Regions from separate parts of the Gasterosteus aculeatus genome. Here region 2 is linked to region 1. The links are chromatin contacts, called in public Hi-C maps. All regions are on one chromosome and are shown on one strand. Each heading gives the region's core, a stretch centred on a gene start, on an enhancer-like site or on the middle of the called end of the contact. The rest is flanking DNA. Distances are from core to core; before and after follow the strand shown.

The links. Hi-C and Micro-C count contacts between places; a contact is called where the count stands out from the background.
Region 2: a Hi-C map of skeletal muscle shows a contact between it and region 1, with 5 times the contacts expected there. The contact joins the promoter of LOC120821628 here to the promoter of LOC120820653 in region 1. A contact is called at or near these places in 3 of 6 Hi-C or Micro-C datasets (skeletal muscle and tail fin).

What each region holds. Positions count from the first base shown.
Region 1 is chr1:11,536,320-11,542,786 of fGasAcu3.hap1.1, reverse strand. It overlaps LOC120820653 (extracellular calcium-sensing receptor-like), which reads left to right and starts at 4,561. Exons shown (of 10, transcript XM_040178707.2): 1 at 4,561-4,634; 2 at 4,780-5,083; 3 at 5,189-5,275; 4 at 5,420-5,527; 5 at 5,650-5,816; 6 at 5,985-6,462. The coding sequence starts at 4,576.
Region 2 is chr1:11,676,433-11,682,189 of fGasAcu3.hap1.1, reverse strand. It overlaps LOC120821628 (vomeronasal type-2 receptor 26-like), which reads left to right and starts at 3,537. Exons shown (of 4, transcript XM_078089454.1): 1 at 3,537-3,681; 2 at 3,764-3,957; 3 at 4,087-4,368; 4 at 4,463-5,200. The coding sequence starts at 3,537. The coding sequence ends at 4,885.

The sequences.
Region 1 (6,467 bases), core at 3,312-5,811:
AACACGTTTGGAACATTTGACCTTGGCTTGAAACTTCAACAGTGAATACAATAAATAAGGACATAACATTGAAGTGTAAATGCTTTGGATCTTCTAAATGTTGAAAAGTGAATGAATTCTTAATGTGTCAATGCGATCTATCTATCTATCTATCTATCTATCTATCTATCTATCTATCTATATATCTATCTATCTATCTATCTATCTATCTATCTATCTATCTATCTATCTATCTATCTATCTATCTATCTATCTATCTATCTATCTATCTATCTATCTATCTATCCATCTGTCTATCTATCTATTTATCGAATTACGTCAAGCTTGCTTAAACCCACTGAAAAAAGGAACAACATTTCAAATTTCTCATGTAAACAAATTTTTGTTGCCACAATGTGATTAATAAAAGTACACACACAAACCACCATGGGCTCAGGCTTTGCTTTGAGAAGTAAGGAGCAACGTGATAGCATGGAAAATGTTGCCATCTGGTGGTTACATTGTGCAGTTCTGAAACCCTGAAACAATGTTAGATATTGTTATTGTTATTATTAGTGGTAGTAGAAGTAGTAGTATTAGTAGCGGTTGTAATAGCGATAGTTGGAGTACTAGTATAACCAGGAAAAATAAAGAAAGGTTTAAAAGCACTTCACATCAAATAAACCAGATGTGTTTGTGGTCCCGGTGCTGACACAGTGAATACATTACTTGCTGTTACCAAGCTGAGAGACGGAGCAGGCCATTAAATGACTAATTCCTCTAAAATGTTACATCGAATTGTTGCTTAGCCACTACATTATAATTTAAACAATCATTTCATTTAAGAATCAAGAAAACCATGTTTGTTTGTTGTTTCCTGATTGCTTCAACATAATATATTTGTCAAATTGAGCCATAAATATTCCATCCTCTCCAAAATTAAACTAGTTTGTGTAGCTGGAAGTAAATAATTAATCTGTCCTAGTCTCGCCGATTAAACCGCGTGTTTTGAAGCAATTAAAACTTTTAATTAATTCATTTCCAACAGACCAGCTGGTGAGCTCTTGTTTGACGGCCTGGGGAGCCGATGTCATCAGTCTTGTTGGAAACAGTTGCTTGTCTTTGCTTGCCCTGTTGGCCCTCGGCTCCCCCACAATCCCCCAGAGTAAAAGGTAAATTGGCAGGTTCAGGACGACGCCATGAGACCATATTCACAATATACACAATAACAAGCTTGTTTCCCAGATGTGTTACAATTCATTGTTTTGTTTCATTTAGTTTTTTATCTACACTTTGATAAAAAACTATATGATACAAGTGTGCTTTATAACTATTTATTTTAGCGGATATCTTTTAAACCCGACTTTTATTTTGATATCTCTACCTCTACCTCTACCTAAAACTGAATTAATGATCGCCTCAATTTGCCATTCACGCTGCGATTACATGTTAAGCAAGCTTTTTTGGAGGAAAAGGGGATCTCTTGTAAGTGCTACAATGTGTGACAGTCAGTTTATAAAATATACCAATATTATGGTACTGGTTCTGACCGGGTTCTGGCTTGTTTGGGCCCCAATTGGGATGTGCTAGTCTCCAAGGCTGAAGGTGCAGGGATTTGACAGTTACAATAAAAGCTTGATTCTGCATTTTGAAACAGGGCTTGTCTCAAATATAGAGTATATTTGAATCCTGAAACAGTGAAAGTGATAATAGTTGACAATAAATACACCAAAGTTTCTTGATGGAGATTATTTAAACAAGATTTTCATGTCCTGACACAATTTAGTGAAACCTTGAAGCAGCTACATGAGACTCAATGAATTGTAATAGTAGAAGAGTAGAAATGTAATCCTATTTAAAGTCTGTTTTTACAGACATTAACCTTTTAACTATTTAACTATTGTCGACTGTGGGAGTTCATTCAATCAAACGTTCAGAAATGTCATTGTGTCCTTGATCAATACAATACGCAACAGGATGTAAGTATTGCGTTAAGTATTCGTGAAAGAAAGAGGGCACCTTGCATGTTGGCCACTTGGTTTGGGTAGTTGGAAGACTGGAAGATATTTCAGAGTTAAAGTTACATCTGTTCACATTCCTACTCTGCATACGTCTCCCTTCCCTCTGGCTTCTCAGAGTTGACTAGTTCACCCAGAGATGAAATCAATCCTACCACTCAATGATGTCACACTACCTTCTTCATCAGAAAACAAATCAAAAAACAAACTTGTCAGAAAGAACATATATCTACATGATAAAAACTACCTAACATCTTTCCACTCAGAAGGGGCAGAGGTGAGGTTTCTGCCCGATGGTTTTGGTATTGCTGGAACACCTGAACCGGTGTGAGCAATGCACAGGTCTTGGATCTCGAGACCCCTTGAATGAAATTTCCGTGGTCTAAATATAATCAATAAATCATGTATATATATGTATATATATGTATATTTATATATATATATAATAAATATAATTCAAGTTTTACTAAAATGCCATTCAAATGTATTTTGGCTCCTTACAAATAGCCATAAATGTTCTTCATTCAAACTTCAAAACATGTATCTCGTTGTGATCTCTGGTTGGGTCTTCTCCTTGGTTGGATTGGTTCGGTTTTGGTATTTGGTCTGCTTCAGGGATCTTAGGTTTTACTGATTTGCGCTGGCGGGAGCTGCAGCGGTTCATTGCCACCTGGTGGTTGTAGCGGAGCACGCACACCGACAAGCCATACATCATTCCATTCCCTTTTACCACACAGACCAGTGAAAATCCCCTAAAGCACAGCGGGGCCATTCATTATTTTTAATGGATATGCCTTCATGGCATGGGGCTCTTTTGTTATACATGCATACTCATTGGGATTAATGGTGTTCACTCTGTTTTTAAACATTCTGTGAAGAGAGTTATCTTATTTCCCATTTATATTATTACTGGTGTTCTTAAGTGTCAACTACATTTACAGTCCAAATATTAGGAAAATACATTCAGCTGCATTGTTGTACTTGTTTATAAAAGAAACATTCCCCCTTGAAATTAAGATTATTCACTATTTCATTTTATTGAGTTTCATTTGACTCCGTAATGGTATTATAAATAGAGTTGTGAAAAATGGCCACATATTCAAGATCAGAGACATTTTGTGACTTAGTGTCTTGCTCAAAGCAACACAGCAACTTGAAGAGGCATCAGGTTTCTCTTGTTGACTATTTGCATCTTTTTGTTCTTCTTTTTTTAATCATCTGTATTCCAAGACGTTTAAGGACTTAAACATCCTGTGATCAGGGGTTTTAATTACCTTGAATACCCCTGTGAGGACAGCTGATTTCAATTGCAGTGCCCCTGTTGTTCAGTTCTAATCAGCTTGTTTGCAGAAACAATGAAGCTGATCCCTTTCCCTTGAGAGCATAAAGCCTAAGTCTAAAATCTTACTTACAAGAAAAGGAAACAAGTGTATCATAATACTGAGCATTTTGTCTCTGTCCATCCTCCCAGCATCACACAGGGACATATTAAATAAATAATCAAACGTAAAATTATTTGACCTGAGGCAGCATGTAAAATGGTCTTTGATACACACTAAGTGCTGCTCTGTTTTTGAGCCTGCAGGGTTTGTTCTCTTAATGATGTGCACAACACAATAATGACTTTCCCTGTGGATATTTGTAAAGCAAGAAGAAAAAAATAAGTAATAATATGTTACATTATTACTACTAAATGTCTATTAATTAAACCGTATAGTAAAAACACTTATATCTTTCTTTCTATCAGAATGAAACACTTCATTTTGATATTACTTTGAAGTTTTCCTCTCAATAGGTTTGCTGTGTATCAAATTTGTGTCTGTGCATTTGTGTTTGAAAGGCATGTAACTCAGATCAGCAGCCCCTTGTGACACCAGTCTGCCATCTGCCTTCTCACATCATTGAAGGATGAGTTAGGCCTATTCGGGCGTGCTGTCGTTGCATGACACAGCTCGTGTCTTTCTCCATCATGGTCAAGTGCTCATTCCAGATCCGTGTTGTTGTTGTTGTTGTTGTAACTTACTTTGAAACTGGGGTTCTTTTTCCACTGACCAATGGCCCAAGGGAAATCAGGTCAGTTTGACAAGTGTGATATGAGGCTGGTAGCATTTATAGGCTACAGACTAAACCTTAAGATTGGATTGCCTGTCTACAGAGTGTGCATGTAGCGTCGGAGGTGTTGAACATAACCTTCAATATACAGGCTTAGGTCAAGGTTTTTGGCTACAAAATGGATTAAGCTTTAAAGAAAAGAAAGATTTTCCTATGTATGTGTGTTTTCCTTGTATCTGTTCTCTAAAATACAGCAGTTGAACTGATATGGATATTTACTTTTAAGTGTGTATGATGCCGGCTTGAAGAAAGGAGGATGTATTTGGGGATTAGATCAGTGGAGCTTAATCTTTCCAGGAGGAGGACAGAGCTAGTGCGTTTCAGTCTCCTATGGTGGGTGATTTTTCCCTACAACTCAAACCAAGACCAGAGCCAGCATTGCAAACCAATCCCAGGGTCTCTGGCACTGCCTGTGCTGGAGAAAAAGGGGGACATCATGTTGGGGGGACTCTTCTCCCTTCATGACATGGTGATGGAGCACAGTCTGTCCTTTACCTCTTCACCTCCCTCGGAACAGTGCACCAGGTGAGCTGCTCTTTAGCTTGTCTTGATTCATCTGCAACTTTTCTCATAATTGAATTGCTTCCAATATAATGGTGTCAGTTTTGTCTTTTTTTATAAGGGCTTCACACAAAAAATGATGATGATTTTAACATCACTGCTCTCTCAGATTTAACTTGCGGACTTTCCGTTGGATGCAAACTATGGTCTTTGCCGTAGAGGAGATCAACCGAGATGACAAACTCCTTCCCAACATCACACTGGGCTACAAGATTTATGATTCATGCAGCACACCCCATCAGGCACTGAAGGCTGCTATGGAGTTAGTGGGGCATGAGAGGAGTTCAGGCGTCAAGGGAGAGACACAGAGGGAAGGCGGCTGTCGGGGCACGGTCCCGGCGGTGATAGGAGACGGAGGCTCTACTCAGTCTCTCGTCGTGGCCCGCTTGCTGGGAGTGTTCCACGTGCCGCAGGTAAGACAGTCACAAAGACTGGAGAGGGCCAATAGTCTCACGCTCATAGTGGCTTTAACCTGTGGATCCTTGATAAGTCCTGATGTTATGATGTTTGACATTCAGGTTAGTTACTTCTCCAGCTGTGCCTGCCTGAGTGACAAAAAGGACTTTCCTGCTTTTTTAAGGACTATGCCCAGTGACTTCTTTCAGGTTAGAGGCAGCAGCCATCCAGAATATTACTTCTACACAAGCAATATTCATCTGTGGAATTATTTCAACCCCCCCTCCCCCCTCACCCCTCCTCTTCCCCCTCTCTCCTTGCGTCTCTCACCTTTGTCCTCTTTCTATCTGTAGGTAGATGCATTAGTACAACTCGTCAAGCATTTTGGCTGGACTTGGGTGGGTGTCATAGCAGGGGATGATGCTTATGGCCTTGGTGGGGCAAACATATTTGTCAATAAGGTGAGTCACGCACCCATAAATAAAGAATTTAACAAAAATAGTTTGGCATTAAGTAATTTGTATTGTACAACACATTGTGATAATACAATTAAGTTGTTCTCCATCCCTCTTGTTGCCCTTAGGTGGGAAAATTGGGTGTTTGTGTTGCCCTTCACGAGGTTATCCCTAAGAACCGAGCACAGACCACAATTTCATCAATTGTTTCCAAGATCCGCTCCTCTGGGGCTCGAGTGATTCTGGTGTTTGCTGTGCAACAAGATGCAGCCGCATTGTTTGGCGAAGCACTCAGGCATGAATTGTTCAGAATCTTCTACACCACTTTACTATTTAAAATGCAATACAAATTTGATATTGACTTTTGGTTTGTTGTCTTTTTACGGATACAGATTTAATGAGTTACAAGTTCAGATACATTTATAATGTCAAAGAATGACCTCTCCATATCATTTTAACTTAGAGCGGGGCTCACTGGGATACAGTGGCTGGCCAGTGAGGCTTGGAGCACAGCTGGCGTACTCTCCACTCCCAGAAAGCAACGCCACATTCTCCAGGGTTCGATGGGATTTGCCATTCGGAGAGCACACATTCCCGGATTGCAAGACTTTCTCCTTCGCCTGCATCCCTCAAGCCGCAATGCCCCTACAGATCCCTTCCTGATACCCTTCTGGGAAGAAGTGTTTCAATGCAGCCTGGCAGCGCGGGCTGAAGGTCAGGAACAGACAATTGAGGGTAAACCTCCATGCTCTGGAACAGAAGAGCTGAGGAGTGTGAGGAATATCTATTCAGATGTGTCACAACTAAGGATTTCCTACAATGTCTATAAGGCGGTGTATGCCTTTGTTCATGCGCTTAAGGCAATGAGATTCTGCGTGAAAGGAAACGGACCATTTCCTCTGCAGGCCTGTGCAGATCCAGATCACATAGAGCCGTGGCAGGTACG
Region 2 (5,757 bases), core at 2,288-4,787, 140 kb before region 1:
GGGCCTAACCCAGCTGACACTGGGGGGGAAAGGACCCTGGACATGTTGCAAGGCCATCCCAGGGCTGGCACCATTCAGAGTCCTCATGTAATCTGAGTTGCATATATTTAGACTGCAGGAGGAAACCTGGAGAACCTGCATAGCACTGGGGAGAATATGCAAACTCCACTCAGAAGCAGCGGCTCGTATTTATTTATACTGGTTTCCACAAAAATGTAAATTTCCCCATAAAAACAGCCCACGTGGAGGTGGTACAGACTTTCTGCAAAGAGACGTTCCCGTGGATTCGATATCTCCAAACCTGGATAAATAAATCAAAACTAGAATAAAATGCGCTAGATACCAGAAGTGGGTACTAAAAATAATAACTTCATCCACCAAATATTGACTTTCCTTTGTCATATGAATGTGCCAGTCTTTGAGAAGAACATTTTCCCAGAAGAAAACAACAACAATGTGGTAAGGGCAACGGTGTGAGAGGTGTGGCTGTACATGTCACTGTGGATTAATTTATCAACTGGATGTTAAAGATGAAAGTGCAACTCTATTGGGACATCCATGGCCACTGCCCTCCAGGTAAATCCTAGTTTCTGTATCACACATCGGTCTGTTTCCTTGTCAGTATAATGCTCTCACCTTCGAGGGAAGTGACTTGGTGCAGCGTCATCCTGTTTGCTATCATTGCGCCTGGGCTTTACAACTCTTATAAATACACAGAGCAACTTCCATGTTGTGCTGAGTAGGCAGCAGGAGAGGGCATGTCAGATAACATCGTCATTTATCAGTGCAGGTTGTATCTGTGGTAACGTACTTTTTGCCATTTTAATTGTACTTTGATTTTCAGGTGGTTGTCTCATGGCTGCAGAAAGGGGGATTTAATCAAATTTTACTTTGGGATTACTGTTGACAGTAGTGTTGCCAATAAGAAGCTTAAGCATCTGAGTGAGCGAGTGTGTTTCATATATATTTAAAATGCCCAGAAGTGCTTCGTCCATGTCTCTGTCATTCTGGTTCTTCACTCTGAAGCTGTGCTCAACGCTGCTCCTTGTGGGGCTCTTGAGCAGGCAGCCGGGGCTCCGAGGGGGGTTGCAGGTGGTTCAGGCAGCTATTTGTTCCCGGTGGGGCACATCAGGCGATCAGGGTATGTTCCAGGAGGGAGATGTAGTGCTCGGTGGGCTCTTCAGTCTTTACTCCAAGCCTCCAGCTATCGACAGCGACTTCACTCAGCTGCCACACTACAAACCTTGCACGGGGTAAAACTCTGAACTGCACTATTTACTGTGTTACATGATTGTTTTCTTGTTAAAGCGAGTTGGTGAAATGGTTTGTACAATGATGGCACATCATTGCATATAACGCTGACAAATGATTCCAGAGTTTTACTGTCACCTCAGCATTTTAACTGATATTTCTCTAATTTCTTTCCTTTTGTGGTGTCAGTTTGGAAAATCTTCCATTACAGTACATATATGCTATGGTGTTTGCGCTGGAGGAAATCAATCATAGCACAACCTTGCTGCCAGGGGTGAAGCTCGGCTTCCATATTCAAGATAGCTGTGCCCTGCCGTCTTGGGCCATGCAGGCAGCTCTGTCAATGGTTGGAGGAGACAGCGCCAGCTGTAACTCAACAGCCCGGCCACTTTATTCTGCTGGAGAGGGCGTCGGGCAAAAAAGAGGTACTAAATTAAGCCGAGCTCATCCTTCTATTTTAAATAAAATGATGAAAGCATAAAGATCACAACGTTGTGTCTGAAAAAGAAGCCAAGCTTAACTCAAGACTGTATTTTATTACATATTATGCTTTCTTTAGGTGATCAGACTGTTCCTTTGATCATTGGTGGTTCCTCATCTATTACAGCCCAGATACTCTCCAGAATCCTGGGGCCACTCGCCATACCTTTAGTGAGTTCTGTGTGACGCTCAGAATGTCGAATTTACTTCTAAAGTTGTTATTTGGGATTTATTCAACATATTATATTTTGAACTTGGTGCATGGAATATTTTATCACATTCATTTTGCTCTCCTCCCAGAAAAAAATTGAATTGAAAATTGAATTGCTAGTGGATTTTTAGAATATATGTGTTATTTATTTCCCTTAGATGAGCTACACAGCTAGCTGTCCTTGTCTGAGTGACAGACTCCAGTATCCTAACTTCTTCAGGACCATGCCCAGCGATATTTACCAAGCCCGGGCCATTGCCCAGCTTGCCATTCGCTTCAATTGGACCTGGATCGGAGCAGTTGTAGCAAACAACGATTATGGCCTTGTAGCCCAAAAGGTGTTTCGCTTCGGCATAAATACAAGACATCTACACAGCACCTCTTTTGTGTTAATCTATTCTTTTTCGCCCCCCTTTCAACTGCATACATCAGGTTTTTGAGGAGGAGACTCGGGGGGCCGGGGTGTGTATTGCATTTGTGGAGACTCTCCAAAGGGAAAACATTGTGACAGATGCCAGACAGGCGGCCCTCACAATTCAGGCCTCGACTGCAAAAGTGATTCTGATCTTTACCTGGTACACAGATGTGAGAGAACTGTTCTCGCAACTAGCCAAGATAAATGTGAGCAATTTTAATAAACCACAAGTTAACTTTTTAGAGAAACATCACAAATGATGTCTGTTGAATTATCATCTGTGATTGTGTTGTTATTTTTAGGTGACTGACAGACAGTTTCTTGCTAGTGAGGCTTGGAGCACCAGTGGTGATCTACTCCGGGATCCGTTCACTTCCAAAGTGGCACGTGGTGTTCTGGGTGTGGCCATTCGAAGTTCGCCCATCCCTGGATTTGAACATTTTCTCATGAGTTTGAACCCATACGATCGTCCTGAAGATACGTTCTTAAAGGAACTCTGGGAAAAGATGTTTGATTGTAGACTTTGGGCCACACCACAATCTACGAATACTTCTCCACCGTCACTTCAAAAGGATGCTCGGCCACTCTGCAATGGGACAGAGTCAATGGAGGCCGTGCAGAATCAATTCACCGACATCTCCCAGCTAAGAGTGACATATAACGTGTACCTTGCTGTTTACGCTGCAGCTCACGCCCTTCACAGCCTCCTGTCCTGCCCTGATACAGAAAGCTCCACCAGAAACAGCAGCGTCAACTGTTCCTCTCCCCAACACATCAACTCCTCAGAGGTTAACACAATCACGGGCTGTGCTGTACAAGGTTGAACAATGTAGCTGCTGAATCTTTTTTTAAGATGATACTATATTAGAAGTAATCATACAATATTTTTCCTTTCAGTTGTTGCAGCACTTGAGCAAAGTAAATTTCACCACGCCACATGGGGATATGTTTTACTTCCAAGGTGGTGACACTCCAGCAAAGTACGACCTTGTCAACTGGCAAAACACCCCTCAGGGGTCAGCCAAACTTGTTTTGATCGGCCGTGTGGACGGGTTCAACATCCACCTTAACGAATCAGCCATTCAGTGGAGCACAGGATCCAGTCAGGTGGTTTAAACTATCAATATTGATTCAGCCCAGTATCAGCATGTCATTCACAAGAACACTTGTCTTATGAAAATGGTTTTACTTGTTATCCAGGTGCCTACGTCAGTGTGCAGCGAGAGCTGCCTCCCAGGTACCCGAAAGGCCAACAGGAAAGGAGAACCTCTTTGCTGCTTTGACTGTATCCAATGTGCCGAAGGAGAGATTAGCAATCAAACTGGTGAGGAAATTATAAGACAACCTTAATTTAGAACTATTTGTGTCTTATTTTTCTTACCTCCTCTTTTGTTTCCCTCTCCCAGATTCCCTTCAGTGTGTACATTGTCCATCTGAGTTTTGGTCCAATGCTGAGCGAACTGCATGCATCCCTCGCCAGCTGGATTTCCTGTCCTTTAATGAAACCTTGGGCATCACCCTGACCGCAGTCGCTGTATCTGGTGCCACAGTGACAACAGCTGTGTTTGTAGTTTTCCTTTACTACCGTCAAACACCTATGGTAAGAATCCAATATAATTGTGCACAACTGTGATTTAGAATATGTGTTTGAGATAATCTGAATGAATCTCTTTTGGCTTGTAAACGTGCTTCTCTTTTTAAACATCTAAATCTAAATTGTTATTTAAAGGTGCGAGCCAACAATTCAGAACTGAGCTTCCTGCTTCTCCTGTCCCTGAAGCTGTGCTTCCTGTGCTCACTGGTGTTCATCGGTCGTCCATCCGTCTGGTCTTGTCGGTTCCAACAGGCAGCTTTTGGGATCAGCTTTGTACTTTGTGTTTCCTGCCTCCAAGTTAAGACTATAGTTGTTCTGGCAGCCTTCCGCTCAGCTCGGCCTGGTGCTGGAGCCCTGATGAAGTGGTTTGGTCCGGGCCAACAAAGAGGAAGTGTCTGCTTATTTTCCTTCATACAGGTCAGAAATAAAGAACAGCTTTATATTACCAGTGAATGCTTATTACACTATTTTTATTCACATCATACTTTACAATGTTTTCGTCGTCCTTAAGGTTCTCATCTGTATTATTTGGCTGCTGTCCGGCCCCCCTGTGCCTCGAGTGGACTTGGATATTCCAGGGGTCAAAGTGTCCTTGAAGTGCACCATGTCCTCTGTGGTGGGCTTCTCTCTGGTTCTGGGTTACATCGGTCTGCTGGCCTGCACCAGTCTTCTCCTGGCTTTTCTTGCTCGGAAACTCCCCGACAACTTCAACGAGGCCAAACTGATCACTTTCAGTATGTTGATCTTCTGTGCTGTTTGGATAGCTTTTGTTCCTGCCTATGTTAGTTCTCCTGGAAAATATGCTGTTGCTGTGGAGATTTTTGCAATACTCGCCTCTAGCTATGGTTTACTTTTCTGCATCTTTGCTCCAAAGTGTTTTATTATTCTTTTGAGGCCTAAAAGAAATACTAAGAAACACCTGATGGCCAGGTAGAAGAGAAATTAATAGAACAGCCCATATATTCTTGCATTTATTTTAAGTACATATACCTGCCTGCTAAAAACACTGTAATCGTTTTCACCAACTAGTGACATATATGATACGTTTATGCCACTCTTGTCCATCTACTATTAATTAATAACAAATAATATCATGTATTCACAAAGACAACTGAATAGTTACTGACAGAAAAATATAATAAATATATAAACTATTTTATATTTTATTTATTCAATATTATTTAATAAACCTTGTACCTTTTTTTTTGAGAAAAACAGCAATATCAATAAAAATAAATAAAAACCTCAAGGTTGTGTTTCAGTTCTTCCACTTGTAGATGTTCATATTTGTGTCACTTGTTATTTGGAGCAGGGAATTCAAGCAAGAAGGAGTTACACCAGATTGCAATACACATTGAGTAGTTCAGATGTGAACGACAGGAGAGAGTCAATGGGAAGTATTTTGGTTACACTACAACAGATTCCTATATTTTCCTCGTTTCATTTTGGAGTCCTTGTGATAATACAAGTAAGAATACAGCTTGTTTTGTGCGGCTTAAACACTGATTAGACTGTAACCTCATCAGCCATTCCCAGATGGACAGAACTTTCATGGATACCACGTTTACAGAATAAAATAACAGAGTTATAACACATTTAGTCAATACGACATAAATGCTTCAAGTAATGAGAGTAGTTAGTAGAATATTGACACAAAACTAAAATAGGAACCATGCATTTACTGTTATTTACTAGATTTTTTAAATCTTGGCCTGTTACTACTCTACCTTTTTGCCCCCAAATATGTCATCATTCTCTCGAGTGCTTGTTATCAATATCAGGAAGAAGAATAGTACAACTACATCT